4 separate regions of the Mus musculus genome follow, and regions 1, 3 and 4 are each linked to region 2. A link is a contact called in public HiChIP or PLAC-seq and promoter capture Hi-C data. All regions are on one chromosome and are shown on one strand. The core of a region is the stretch at or near the end of the contact, and the rest is flanking DNA. Distances in the headings are between cores, read along the strand shown.

Region 1 (3,366 bases), core at 825-3,324, 290 kb after region 2:
ACTAGTAAAGTTCTATTAGTGAGAATGGAGCAAAACACTCATACACATAGAAATACTCAATACTACACAATGGGATTCAACATAATATCAGAAATATTATTCACCAAATGAGAATTATTCCCAGAATATATAAATTGTTCAGCATACAGAAATCTATGATGCATGTCATGTTAATAGACTAAAGAGGGAAGGAAACATAATATTGTGGGGGTTTTTTATCAAATGATAGCAGAAAAAGAAAGCAGTTGGCAGAATGTAGCACACATTCACAATGAAAATCAGGAAAGGGAAGAAAGACAGAAACCTAGCAAGGGATGTGTAAGACTTCAGTACTAAATACTAAAGCAGCATGACCAGGGTACCCTTTCCTTTCCTTTCCTTGGATTTATTTTTTCATTCAGAATGAAATGTCAGGATGCTTACATTAGAGAGGACCAGCATGAGGCAGGAACAAATATAACAGCCCTGACTGTATGTTATACACAAGGAGTGTAGTCAATAAGGCTACACTTTTCGAGTCAAGAGGACACAGACTATCCACAGGGAAACAACAGAGAGCACATGAAGCCCCTGGTGATGCTTCCACTTCAGTGATGAGACCACTCATTGCTGGAATAAAGAATTCAAATTACTGATAGTGTGTTAAAGGAAATCAAGGAAAATTCAAGAACAAAAAGAGAAAAGTCCACTTTTCATGAGGCCTAGCAATCCACCTATAAGGGATTTATGTAAAGCATAAAGGTGTCAAAGCTCCTTCTGTCTGCCTGGGAGTTCTTTCAAAGATAACAACCACTTCTTAGGAGACATTAAGGTTCCCTGCGGCCCTAGACTCCTTGCTCATCCCATGGACATCAAGTTCAAGACCTGTGCTACTTAGGTTTTGTCAACTAGAGTCACTTGGGGAGAGACTCTACTGAGAAATGGCATCCATTGTATTGACTTTGGGCATGTCTCTGGGGGCATTTTCTTAGTTAAAGATTGATATGGGAAGGCCCAGCCCACTGTGGCCAGTGACATCCTTGGGAAGGTGGCCCTGGAGAGGAATCTTATATGCCAGTAAGAAGCATTCCTCCATGGCCTCTGCTTCAGTTTCTACCCCAGCTTTCTGCCTTGACTTCCCTCTATGAAGGATTGGAAAGCCATTCCTCTTCAAAAACCAAAGTTGGCCAAAACTTCACCTCAGAGCAACAGGGCATGATTTTTCAAGAAGACAGTGAGAAAAACACAAGTAAGAAAAGCCACACTGAGAGAGCTGCATCGAAGAAGCACAGAGGCTGGGGTGCATGTGTTAGAGCAAGAATGCCTTTAATCCCAGCACTCGGGAGGCAGAGGCAGGCGGATTTCTGAGTTCAAGGCCAGTCTGGTCTACAAAGTAAGTTCCAGGACAGCCAGGGCTATACAGAGAAACCCTGTCTCGAAAAAAAAAAAAAAAAAAAAAAAAAGAATGTCTTCTGAGGGAGAATGGAATGAGGAATTACTGAGAGGCTGGTGTGTGATAAGATCTCATTGGAAGAATGTAAAAGCTAAAGCAAAAGCCTACTGAGCACAAACACTGTGCTCCAACATTATGACCAGTCCCATTAATTTGTAGTTCCCTGAGACATTAAATGTTTTATAAGCTAACCAGGTAAAGCAGTAAATGGAAGACCATATCTTTGAGCCAACCATGTGATTGCAGCTCAAAGTTGTCTGTCTTAGCTACAGGATCTTCTCTATGTCACTACCAGTATATTATAGACCTCTAGCCCAGTAGTTCTTAACCTGTGGATCACGATCCCTTGGGCTCTTTCACAGGAGTCATCAAAGATAATCGGGCAACACAGATTTTTACATTATTGATAACAGTAACAAAAATACAGTTATGAAGTAGCCACCAAAATAATTTTATTGTTGATGGTCACTGAACATGAGGAATTGATCTCTCTCCCAGAAGTCTGGAGCTGCTCTCCCTCCCAGAAACCAGGCCCTGATCCCTGCTGTCTGCTGTGACCTTGCACTCTGACAGACCTGAGTTCTCTCCCTCCCACTCCTTGCAGCTGCAGGCAAGGTCACTCTTCCTTCCCACAGCTAAAACCCAAAACAACCTCCAATTGTAATTCTCTCTTAACTGGAGGCACCTTCCTGACTTCTAGCATGCAAACTAGGTATGGAACTCCTCCCACCGAAAACCTAAGTGAACAAGATACTCCCTTTGTTTTTGCAAATGAAAAGTCAATGTATTTCCCCTTAAAAGCTGATTGTAGGGGCTGGGGAGATGGCTCAGTGGTTAAGAGCACTAACTGCTCTTCTGAAGTTCCTGAGTTGAAATCCCACAACCACATGGAAATCCCACAACCACATGGTGGCTCACAACCACCCGTAATGAGATCTGACGCCCTCTTCTGGTGTGTCTGAAGTGTACTTACATATACTAATAAATAAAACTTAAAAAAGAAAAGGAAAAAGCCAGGCGTGGTGGTGACGCCTTTAAAAAAATTATGTTAATTTTCCTAATCCTTGGGAAAGAAGGTCCTTTTCTTCCTTCCTTCCTTCCTTCCTACCTTTCTTCCTTCCTTTCTTTCTTTCTTTTTCTTTTTCCTTTTTTGGTTTTTCGAGATAGGGTTTCTCTGTGTAGCCCTGGCTGTCCTGGAAATCACTCTGTAGACCAGGCTGGCCTCGAACTCAGAAATCCGCCTGCCTCTGCCTCCCAAATGCTGGGACTAAAGGTGTGCACCACCATGCCCGGAGGGATGAACCTTTTCTTTCAGGATGTTAACAGTATATCTTCGGTGGCTATCTCCTAATGAAGCTCTTCCTCCCACCAGAAAGCACACTCTCAGATTCAGTTGCTTGGGGCCTTGATATTATCATTTATTTCCTCCTAGTAAAATCCATCTGAAGTATAAATTCATCTCAGCTTCTATTGGGCAACAAGACTTCTCCAGGAGGAGATGCAAGCAACACACACACACACACACACACACACACACACACACACACACACATCTACTCCACTCCAGATAGGAAACCCATGACAGACCAAAGTATGGATACTAACTACTAAAGTAAAACTTAGTAAGCAGTCAATTTTATTGGGCTTGCTTATAGGAGGATTATGGGTGAGGGGTTCCTTTTACGAACAGAAATGACTCAAAGAGAGCTACATCTACAAAGCTAAGTGCAGCATGAATGACTGACCACTCGTGAAAGCTGGAAGAATGGAGCACACTGCACAGCCTGTAGGCAGTTCAAAAGACTAGAAAGGGTCCTTTTCCCGGAGCCTCAAAGTCTTATAGGCAGCTCCACTGGTTTTTACTTTTTTTTTTTTTTTTTTTTTTTTTTTAAGGCAGCTGGGCTGGTCTCAGAGTACCTTTTGCAACTTGGGTT
Region 2 (3,495 bases), core at 837-3,336:
CTGTTGCTATTAGGGCCTGCAAGTTTGCTTCGCGGTTTAAGAACCCCATGGCGTTGAGCTGTTCCAGTTGCTGCTGAAATCTCACTTCAGGATTCGGCGGCTGTGGAGGGCTTCCTCCAGTGAGAGCCTGCACCATTTGTTGAATGAACTGCTGGTTGGGTCCAGATTCCGAGGTTGGACTTATGGTTTCAGTAGGTGCAGAGCTGGACACAGTGGTTGCAGGCGGGATGCCAGTGCCGGTGGAGCCGGGGGAGCTTGCAGGGCCAGTGGGTCCTATAGGCCCGATGGGGCCTATGGGGGTGAAAGGAACTATAGGGCCGATGGGCCCTATGGGAGTGACTGGGCCCACAGGGGTTATGGCGGTTCCCAGCACTCCCATCCCCACACCTGGAGCGAAGCTGGGAATGAGGCCAGGTGCTTCAGTGGCTAGAGTCTGTAGCCCCTGCTGGATCTGCATTAGCGCTTGCATCGCTCTCGGGTTTGACATGGCCGCGATGGTTTCTGGATTCTGCATCTGCTGCAGGAAATTCGGGAGCTGTGGACGCATCTGCTCCTGCAGCTGAGGATTCGAAGTGAACAGCGGGCTACTCAGCATCATCTGGGCCGCCATATCTGGATTCTGGCTCAGCGACTGCATCATGCTCCGCATGTAGGGCGCAGACAGCATATTCTGAATCAGCTGGGGATTCTCAGTTATCTGCTGCAGCAGGCTCTGCATTCCTGGGGTGCTGAAGATGCTAGCCACGTAATTAGCTGCAGCCATGGTGTTCCCGGCGGTGGTGCTGCTGGAGCTGCTGCCAGAGCCACTGCCACTGCTTGTGGTCGTGGTGGTGGTGGTGGTCGCAGCCGTCTGGGTTGTTGGCGGTGGTGCCCAAGGATTGGGCAGCGGATCACGATTCTCCGTGCGGGAGGGCTGAGTACCTTCCCCTGAGGTGGAACTGCTCCCCACCGTGGCAAACGGGTTGCCCCCAAACTGCTCCTGTGCGGCATTCAGCATAGGTTCTTGAATGTCAGTGTACATGCGCCGCAGAGCATTGTAGCCACCTGGGATGCTTTCGAGATTACTGAGAGCCAGGTCTTGATTTCGCATCATCTCTTGCATCATGGCAGGATTCCTGGCGATTTCCAGCGTCTGCCTCATTATATCTGGGTTGTTCAGTAGGTGGCTGATTTCTGGGTTTCTCTGGATCAATTGTTGCATCTGTGGATTGGCCATGATGAGCTGCCTCATCAGATCAGGATTCGAAAGCATGCTCTGAACAAAGGGATTTTCCATGATCTGGATCATCATCTCAGGGCTGGCCAGGAGCTGCTGCTGCATCTGGTTCTGAAGCTCGGTGAAGTTGGGCGAGTTCAAGCCCAGGTTACTAAGGCTGGAAAGGCTTCCCAGCCCAAAGGAGCTGCTATTCGTGGTGGTAGGTGTGGAGCTACTCCTGGGAGCCGATGATGTCGTCGCCGCCGGCGCCGCCGCCGTGGTGGTGGTCGTGGTCGTCGTGCTCGTTCCCGCAGTCGTGCTGGGCTGCGTGGTGGCCTGGCCCTGCGGACGGTTCTGGCTTTTGATAACCAGGTGAACAGTCAGTCCATCATGGATGCCATGCTGCATCAAGGTATCTTGATCTTTCAGGATCTTTCCGGCGAAAATCAGCACGAGCTGATCGGTCTGCGATTTGAAGCGTTTGGAAATCGCTTCCTTGAACTGCTGCACGGTGCTGTTCTCGGGCACCGCGAACTCCTCCTTCTCTTTGGGGGTCTTCACAGTGACTTTGATGATTTTGGGCTCGGCCGGCGGGCTGGCCGCGCCTGGGGCCGCCGCAGGGCCGCGGGAGGGGCGCGGGGGGCCGCTGCTCTCGCCGTTCTCAGCCATGGCGGCCGCGGTGACGCAGGCTCACAGGGAAGGCGCTGGCGAGCGAAGAGGGCGCGAGGGAAGGAGGTGCCGCAGCAGCGGACTGGGGCGGCCCGGCGGGCAGCGCGGATCACAGTACCTCAGAGTTGAAGGCTGCGGCTCCTCCCGGTCGTCGGCTGCGCACTCGGCTCGGCGTAGGCCTCGGCTGAGGGCTGAGAGAGCAGGTCCTGCAGGCCGTCTCCGCTGCCGCCGCCTTGTGATCTGCCCGCGCGCACTCCCAGCGACTCCTGCAGCTGCGGCGCCCGCGCTCCCGCCCCGCCCCGCCCCGCCCCGCCCCCGGCCGCGCCCCGCCCCCTGCTGACGCGGCGCCAGCCCAGCGAGCGTCTCGCGGCCGAGCGCAAAACTCCTGCCCTGCAGAGGAGGGGGGGCGGAGGGAGGGAGAGGGAGAGGGAGGGAGAAATAAACAAAGAGAGGGGGGAAGAGAAGGAAAAGGAAGGAGGCTGGAGAGAAAAGCCAGGGGACCAAGGCGAGGCGGGCGAGGCGAGGGGGGAAGGGAGGAGGCCAGGAGGAGGAAGAGGGAGGCAGCTTCTTTAGCAGCCACTGAAAGACCAATGGAGAATGTGGGTTCGCAATCTGGGAGGCAGTGAAAGGATGAAAGCCTGAATTGAACCGATCCCAGGCAAAGGACGAAAAATGAATAGTAAAGAACTCTGACAAAGCAAAAAGGGAGAATGAGCGCCCGGTTGGGGGAAGGGAAGGCATGGCGGGAGCGAGCATTTTACAAAAGAAGCCGAGAAACGGCCAACAGGCTTCTGAAAAGATGAGGCTCGCTCCTAATCAAAGGGATTCAAATAAACACAATGAGATTTTTCCTTCGGGTTTATCATATTGGCAGCGATAAAAAAAAAAAAAAGAACGTTAAACCTTGTTGACCAGGAGCCGAGAAAATGCACTCTCATGCTAGTCGTAGTATGAATTGTTGTAATGGGGCAGTTTGAAAATACAAATGGACATTTTAAGGATTTGCACCTTTGTTTAGAAAGACCTAATAATCAATTCGAAAAGTATATATAAACAACGTGGCATTTTAAAAAATAGCGTTTAGCTAGTTAAATGGGTCTGTGACAGGAATACTATGATTTTGCCATACAATAAAATAATCCCTGTGTCTAAAAGATGGTGGCTAATTCATGTAGTATTACATGTCTCTAAAAAATACATTAAATGCACTGTAGTTAGGAGAAAATAATAGACGATATTTGGGGTTATTTTTTATGGTTTTCTTAACAAATGGAAACAATACATGTGTGTAGGTGTCAGCATCAAAAAGCTTGTAGACTGTATGTGTGAAAAAAATCTGAAAGGCTATACTCCATTATGATAAAGGTAATTATTAGTAAGAGCTGAAATTGTAAATAATTCTTATTTTCTATTTTTATAAGATTGTGAATTTGATGAATAAATATGCATTGCGTTTATGATTTTTAAAAACTACAAATATTATTTTCAGACAAGAGTAAAGGTAAAAATTGACAGGCACACAATAGTCGTGGCAGAAATTAACATAATCATTATGGATTAAATAAAGAAAACAAAAAATGGAGTATTACTGTTATAGAAAACCTGAATTATAGAAGAAATTATTCTGAAAT
Region 3 (3,519 bases), core at 106-2,605, 380 kb after region 2:
CTTTTTTCTATCCTGTCTTCAATGCCTGGGATTCACTCTTTCATTTCTTGTATTCTGTTGGCAAAGCTTCTTTCTCAGGTTCCTAAATTCAAGGTCCTCAATTTTTAATTTCCAGATTTCTCAGTTTGGGTTTTCTTTATTGACTCTTTTTTCCTCATTTGGGTCTTGAGGTGTTGTTTTAGTCATTTCTTTTCGCTGCTCGGTTTTCATAGATTTTTAGAGGGGATTTATTCATTTCGTCTTTAAAGACCTCTATCATATTCATAAAGGCTGTTTTAATGTCTTTTTCCTGAGCTTCAGCTATGTTGGAATATTCAGAGCCTGCTGTGGCAGGGTAGCTGGGCTCTAGTGGAGACACACTGTCCTGGCTGTTATTGAGTGTGTGTGTGTGTGTGTGTGTGTGTGTGTGTGTGTGTGTGTGTGTGTGTCTGTTTTCTAGGTCTAGGCCCCTGGAATTGGGAACATCTTAATTCTAGATGCTGATATCTGGTCTTGTCTTTCTGGTTCTTAAAAAACTGCTGTGCCTGTGTAGGAAATTCTCCTGTGGTCTTGATAGATTTGGCCACTGGAGCTTCCAATTAAAATCTGTTTCTGGGTATTGGGAGCTGACATGTAGAAATGGAGATGGGCTAGAGGAGGTGAGGGGGGGTCCACAGGAGGGAGGAAATCAGGGTGTACTACCAGTATCTGCTTAGTCCCCTGGGACTGGGGGCAGAGAGTGAGGAGAGGTCACAGCCGAAGGTCTGCTACAGATCTGGGGATGAAACTGGGGGTTGGACTTGGAGGAATGGAGGGAGAGGTGGAGGTCTGGAGTCAGCTTATTTGTTTCCCTGGTCTGAGTAGCCATTGAATTCCTAGGGAGTGCCTGCAGGTGTTGGGGGCTGGGACAAAAGAATGAATGGGTGGAGAGGTTAGGAGGGCAAGACCTGGTGATCCACTGGTGATGGGGCAGAGGGGGAAGGGAGGCTGCAGCAGGTGTTCTGCTACAGAGCTGAGGATGTGACCAGGGGGTTGGATTTGGAGGAACAGGGCTAGAGGTGAAGTTAGCCTACCTGCTTCCTTGGCCAGAGTAGTGGGAGCATTCCCAGGGAGTGCCAGCTGGAGTCAGACGCTGGGATAAAGCAATGACTGGGGAGAGAGAATAGGAAGCGAAGATCAGTGGGATCCATTGGAGATGGAGGCAGAGGGGGAAGGGAAGCTGCAGCAGGTGGTCTGCTGCAGAGTTGGGGATGAGACTGAAGGATTGGATTTCGAGGAGCAGAGAGAGAGGTGAAGATCTGCAGTCAGCCTACCTGCTTGCCTGGCAGGAATGAATGGCCTTTGGGTTCCCAGGGAGTGCCTGCTGGAGTTGGGGTCTGCAATAAAGCAATGAGTAAGGGAAGGACGTTAGGAGGGGAAGATCTGTGCCATCCAAAGGAGGTGGGGGGCGGGGAGGGAAGGGAGGCCTCAGCAGGTGCTCTGCTGCAGAGTTAGAGATGAGACTGGGGGGTGGGGGGGGGAGGTGAGGGGTTGGCTGTGGAGGAGAGCAGGGATAGGTGAAGAGCTGCCAGTCAGCTTACCTGTTTCCCTGGTAGAAGTGACCCGTGGATTCCCAAGGAGAGTCTGCTGGAGTTGGGGGCTGGGATAAGCATTGTCTGGGGGATGGGAGGCTAGCAGCAGGTGTTCTGCTGTTGGGCTGGGGAATGAGAGGGGGAATTGGATTTGGAGAAACGGAGGGAGAGGTGAAGATCTGCAGTTAGCCTATCTGCTTCCCTGGAAGTAGTAGCCTCTGAGTTCCTGGGGAATGCCTGAAAGAGTTATTTTCTGACTCCCAAATGTACAATATGTACAAGTGTGCACATGCATGCGTATACAATAAATAAACACTCCTCCCCCCCCCATTGGTAAATGAAAACGTCATAGTCAAAGAAGAGATCAATGAACTGTACATATCCGCAGTCAAAGACTCAGTCAACATAAAGCAGGAATCATAACAATATAGAAGCACAGTCAAGAGAAATGGGGAATATACTGAGATTTACATAACATTCCTCTATAACTTAAAAGAATTAACCTATAATTCTCTAGATTTGAATAATGACATTTGGTACATTTTCATACCAAAAACTAACAGCATAAAACTCATAGATGCAGTGAGTAAAAACCTCATAACATGAAGGAAAAAAAAATATAGGGAAAGGCTAATATAGGGGCGTGCTGGTCTTTGGAATTTCCGAAAGGCCAGATACATTCTATTCCTGACATGTTATTTATCTAAAATAATCTCTCAATATTTACAGGATTGTTTCAAATGCACTACATCACAATGATGAACAAATTTTGTTCCCCTGCCAGTAGAATCTGGACTTCAGAGAAGTGTCCTTAATTAAAAAGAAGACAACAAATTCTACTCTTCTGCAACAGTGAAACAATAGTAAATACTGATGCAGAGGCTGTGTGTCAGAAGCAGGCTAATCAATGATGTTAAGACTTTATTTGATAAAGTCAGAGTGCTGGCATAAAGCTACTGGTTTGTTTTACAATGACTGTAGTGATGATACCAGAGGCTGTAGCTGTCTGTGATGCAAACTTGCTGTATAATTTAGATAACTTGAAAATCCCAATACTTCTTTTCTTTGAGAAATTTTCTCAGTAGTTCATATGAACTCTACTGAGACCTTCCTACAGTATGATGGCTGAATACTTGACTCTACTCCCAGAAGGTACTGAGACCTCTATGCAGGACACTTACTACAAGGTAGCATTGCCTTCTTACACATTTAAAATTAGAAATAATACATATATAATACATGGAATGTACATATTCAGTTTAAGTTTGACAAATGGATGCATATATGGAAACGTCATCCAGAATAACTTTTAGAACATTTGTTCAACCATAGAGGATTTTTTAAATTCTCTTTGTAGTCTCTGTTCACTCATCCTTGAAGGTTATTTCTAGCTTTTATTGCTGTAGATTTTTTGTGCCTTATTTTTAAAAATTATACAGTAATAACAATAAACAATAAAAATAATCTTATGAAACAGTTGAGGATTAAAAATCCTTTTTGTTAAGGACCATCAGTTAGACAGGGGAATGCAATAATGGGTGCTAAAAATATTTTAAATATTGAAATAAGATAACTTAGATCTTTGTATTCTCTAAATTAGTCAAGTGAGAGGACAAAATAAAGACCATGTTAGAGGTTCCTTAGAGACCATCACTACATGCAAAGGTATACAATTAATTTTTAGCCATAAGAAAAGACAGAGAAAACAGATGAAAAGAGACAATTAGCAAATTATGTGTAATATTTTGTGTTCAAAATGGGAAAATATAAAAATATCTAAATAATACTGACGAATTAAAATGGTTGGTTCAAGGATAGAGAGGACTCTGCTATAGCTAATGGGACAGAATTACTGAAGGCTTTGGTAGTAATTTTTGGAGTTTAGTATCTATTTACTTATATAGCTGTATATACTAAGTTCAAAATAGTAAGAATGTGAATGTCATTTATAACATCCAAAGCAGAAGAG
Region 4 (3,679 bases), core at 262-2,761, 490 kb after region 2:
ATGACTTTGCCTTACGTTTCCTAGTCTCCGGGGTTCCACTCCAAATGAAACGCTGATAGATCATCCGCAGGTTTCTCTGCCAGTTTTTAGCTACTTTAAAGCTCTCTACATGACAGCAGCCTGTGGGACCCTTATTAGACCCTACCTCCAGTAAACTGTTCTCTGAGCCATCTGAATCCCTAGAGGAGCCATGGTCACTAGAGTAGCTTTTCCGTGTTTGGGGTCTGGGTCCAGGCCTGGATCTACGTCTGGAATTGCGCCAGGCCACCGACCGCTGCTTGGGCAGGGGTGGAGGTGGCGGCGCTGGCGGGGGAGGCGGAGGTTTGGCGGGAGGCGGGGGTGGGGCCTTGAGCCCACGCCCTCCCCTGGAGCGGGACCTGGGCTGGGGCCGAGGGCGGGGCTTGCGGCGCGGGCAAACCGAGCTGGAGCTGGTGTGACAAGCAGCCGGGATAGAAGGGAGCACCTTCTCATAGCTGCCACTGCCCCTACTTGTTAAGTTCTCCGACGTGGGCTTGGGCTCCGGCCACAGCTCCGGCTTCATCTCCTGGGCTCCCTGTGTACCCCGCATCTCGATGCACTCTCAGCTGCCTGCTCCAGACAGGCTCCTCGACCACCTCCCGAACTCCAACAGGCGACAGAGCGGGAGGACCGGGACGCTTCTCGAACGTGGGCCATCGGCTCACTCCCAAGCCTGGGAAGAAACGCGTCTGGGAATGAGCTATGACTATGGGTGGAGGGAGACAGGAACTCGTGTGGACGGCCAGCCCGGCGTCATGGCCGCGGTGCCGTTAGCCTCAGCCCCTCCCCCTGCCGCGAGCCCCGCGCGCGGCCGCGGCTCCGCCCCTGCACCGGGGGCTCGCGTGGCGTGCCGAGCCCGAGCCCGCGGCTACCTGCTCCAAAGGCCGCCAGAACTGCTGGTACCGGGGAAGGAGGGGGGAAGGGGACTGTCCTGAGCTTTAGGGTGAAAAGGATGGCAACTCTTTTAAAAAGGCATAACCCGCTGTCTTTTCGGCGCTCTGTGCAGCCTCGCTTTGGCGCACCTTTTTCTACGTTCTTTCCTTGCATCTTTAAACCCCTCGAGTCAACAATGTATGTTAAATATGGCTGAAAGGAGGTTATCTTTGAAAAAAAACTGACTCAGTGGACGAAAGTGTCCCCTGCCTCCTTTCTTACCTATGCTTCCAGCCTCTACTCCTAAGCGCGCTTGCTGTGTGCCACGCTCGAGCGCCCTCTCTTGCTCTTTCGTGCCTGTGCCCTCACACCCCGTTTCTTGCTCCTGTCCTCTCATTTCCTAGGGTTTCCCCCAGAATTCAGACTCCCTTCACGCGTGACCACCCCCATCCACAGTACGCGACCCCCAAAGTGCATGCTCCCTCCCCGCAACCACCGCAGCTCCCCAAGCCCGCGGATTTGTAAAAAGGTCTGGGTTTGTTACCTGGGGCCCCAAGGCGCGCTTCATCTAGAAAGTCAGCTGCTGCTGCTGTCCAGGCGCTCCTCTGCCAGTCTTCTCTATGACCTCTCTTCGGGGCTGGTCACAAGGGGGCCGCCCCCTGGCCCCTCCCCTCTCCACGTATGGGCCCCCAGCCCCGGAATCAGGCCTCCAGCAGGGATGAATAGTACCGCTGTCCCCCTAGGCAGAAAAACCCCTTCTGAAAGGGATTCTACCAGAGGTAACAACAGCCACAGATTTTAGTAAAAGATCTTGGGAAGGCTCAGGCTTCATCTGGTTATGGCACTCTTAAAAAGAAAAAAAAAAAAGAAAGAAAAAAAAGAAAAAAAATAGAAAGAACGGGGGAAAAAAAAAACCCTGAAACAACAACAACAAAACTAACCAAGGTAGGGTTAGGGATTCACTAAGATGGCAAATTCTACAGTGTTCCTTCCGGAAGCTTTAAAATTAAAATCTCAAGAGTAAAGTGGAGAGGTTATTATTTCTGAGTGTTGGGGAGAGGAAAAATACGCATATGATTCAGGATAAAATAGACCTCAGCCCAGCAACATGCTGTTCCTACAGGGATAAACTGTAAACACTTAGAGCTCATCGGTCAAAGGTGAAAGATCCTAAGATGTTTACACAGAGTGGCAACATATACTTTTGGTCACCCCTTATATTAGTAACCCTAGTATTGGGTGTTCAGGTTAAAATCACTAAGTAGCACATTGCAGGGCGTCAGCACACTTAAGAACAATGCTATGGGTGAATGTGTAAACCCGGAAGAGGGTGATCGGCCTCACAGAGATCTTTCCAGAACTCAGAAATATTTTATCAAGTTCTCTCCACATATACCCACATACAGTGGCACAAAAATTGTGGGAGAAGTATGCAAATAAAAAAGACTGGAATCAGGAAAATATATATCTAAATATTTGCCACATTGTTTCAGAATCAGTTAAAAAATTCTTCCTACTGAAATCTATCACACTTCCCTATTCCAACCTGGGTCTCCACTCCTAGAGTTATCTCAATGCATTCAGGAAACCAACCCAAAGAGAAGATAGCAGCCACAGCTGGCCTGACACTTATTATGGGAACAGTATGATCAATCCCAAGTTGAATAACTAAAAACCATGGTTCAGTAGTATGAATGGGGAGCCCAAAGGGACACATTCCACCCACTTCCCAGACTTTTTGTCTGTATCCAAGGAATGTGAACATTACAAACAGAGGCTTCAGATTGACATATCACAGACACATTCTAAAACAGCAGTGACTCAAACAAGGGAAGCAGGAAGATGGTCAAAAATTTAAATAATGTAACTGTCTAACTGTAATTTGGAGTGATCAAACCAAACTTGTAGAATAATAAAACATACAAAATGACGACATTTCAGCAGTAGGCTGCTTTCAGGACCTATAGTCCTCCATCTCTCTGCCTCTCTGCATCTCTTTCTCTCTGTTTCTTTGGCTCTGCCTCTGTCTTACTCTTTCTCCTGTGTGTGAGTAGGAGGGAGAGAGAGACAGAGAGACAGAGACAGAGAGAGAGAGAGAGAGAGAGAGAGAGAGTGTTAAAACAGAGTGAAGTCTCTCTCAGCATTAACCTTTGCTTGCACACTGCTCTTATCCAGGCCACTTTGACTGATTCCTTGCATCACTCATTGGAGACTCCAGCAAATTAACATCCTCTCCATTAAGGGGGATGTGTGTGGGAACAATTTTGCTTCAAAGACCAACATGGTGTAGATGTGCAGACACTGGTAGCCAGGACTTCAGAAATGCCATGACTTTCTGTGGCTGTGGCCAGCTCTGTCAGACAAGAACCTTGCATTGATTAATCCTTACTCTCTGCTGTCCACAAGGGGGAAATGTCCATCACACTTTAAAACGGCAGACATTATATTGTATGATATGATGTGTGAGTTCAGCCTTTCTAAGAGAAAGGGATTTTATAAGCTTCTGGGTCTTTGGACTTTTAAAGTGAAAGGTGGGACAACTAGATTCATGCTCTTGCTACAGGAGTGGAGATGATTGTGTGTCACTTGGCTGGTTCACATGGGGTGATTTTCTCTCCTTAAGGTCTGAAGCTGTATGATTTGAAGACGTGAGTTATTTTTGCTATATGAATATGTGATGGCATTGTCCACATAACATGAAAGAAGAGAGGTAGAGAGTAGGGCCCCCGTGATGTCTGCAGAGATGAGCAACCACTTGAGGAGCCACAGATCAGAAACATGACTTCCT

What was found. Promoter capture Hi-C pulls out the DNA fragments that hold promoters and counts their contacts. HiChIP or PLAC-seq counts read pairs in DNA pulled down with a chosen protein or histone mark.
Region 1: a contact with region 2 is called in an H3K27ac HiChIP or PLAC-seq map of embryonic stem cells, with 2.9 times the contacts expected there. The contact joins the enhancer-like site here to the promoter of Ubqln2 in region 2. A contact is called at or near these places in 7 of 39 promoter capture datasets (the C10 cell line, the HPC-7 cell line, HPC-7-derived erythroid cells and 3 more), 2 of 484 Hi-C or Micro-C datasets (both in embryonic stem cells) and 4 of 115 datasets of contacts at active chromatin or transcription factors (all in embryonic stem cells).
Region 3: a contact with region 2 is called in an H3K27ac HiChIP or PLAC-seq map of embryonic stem cells, with 4 times the contacts expected there. The contact joins the promoter of Foxr2 here to the promoter of Ubqln2 in region 2. A contact is called at or near these places in 1 of 39 promoter capture datasets (HPC-7-derived erythroid cells) and 1 of 115 datasets of contacts at active chromatin or transcription factors (embryonic stem cells).
Region 4: a contact with region 2 is called in a promoter capture Hi-C map of pre-B cells. The contact joins the promoter of Usp51 here to the promoter of Ubqln2 in region 2. A contact is called at or near these places in 5 of 39 promoter capture datasets (cranial neural crest, frontonasal cranial neural crest, hippocampal neurons and 2 more) and 1 of 115 datasets of contacts at active chromatin or transcription factors (astrocytes).

What each region holds. Positions count from the first base shown.
Region 1 is chrX:153,210,044-153,213,409 of GRCm38.p6, reverse strand. No RefSeq gene overlaps it. Among named protein-coding and RNA genes, the nearest start is that of Rragb, 72 kb to the right of the region's middle. Within about 2 kb of position 2,074, at least 11 of the 459 cell types and tissues checked have an H3K27ac peak or open chromatin away from gene starts, as enhancers often do. A contact at or near this core is called in embryonic stem cells, where this site is marked.
Region 2 is chrX:153,496,823-153,500,317 of GRCm38.p6, reverse strand. It overlaps Ubqln2 (ubiquilin 2), which reads right to left and starts at 2,086. Exons shown (of 1, transcript NM_018798.2): 1 at 1-2,086. The coding sequence starts at 1,864.
Region 3 is chrX:153,116,624-153,120,142 of GRCm38.p6, reverse strand. It overlaps Foxr2 (forkhead box R2), which reads right to left and starts at 1,355. Exons shown (of 4, transcript NM_001034894.3): 1 at 1,293-1,355; 2 at 1,053-1,128.
Region 4 is chrX:153,004,301-153,007,979 of GRCm38.p6, reverse strand. It overlaps Usp51 (ubiquitin specific protease 51), which reads right to left and starts at 1,511. Exons shown (of 2, transcript NM_001137547.1): 1 at 1,436-1,511; 2 at 1-691. The coding sequence starts at 568.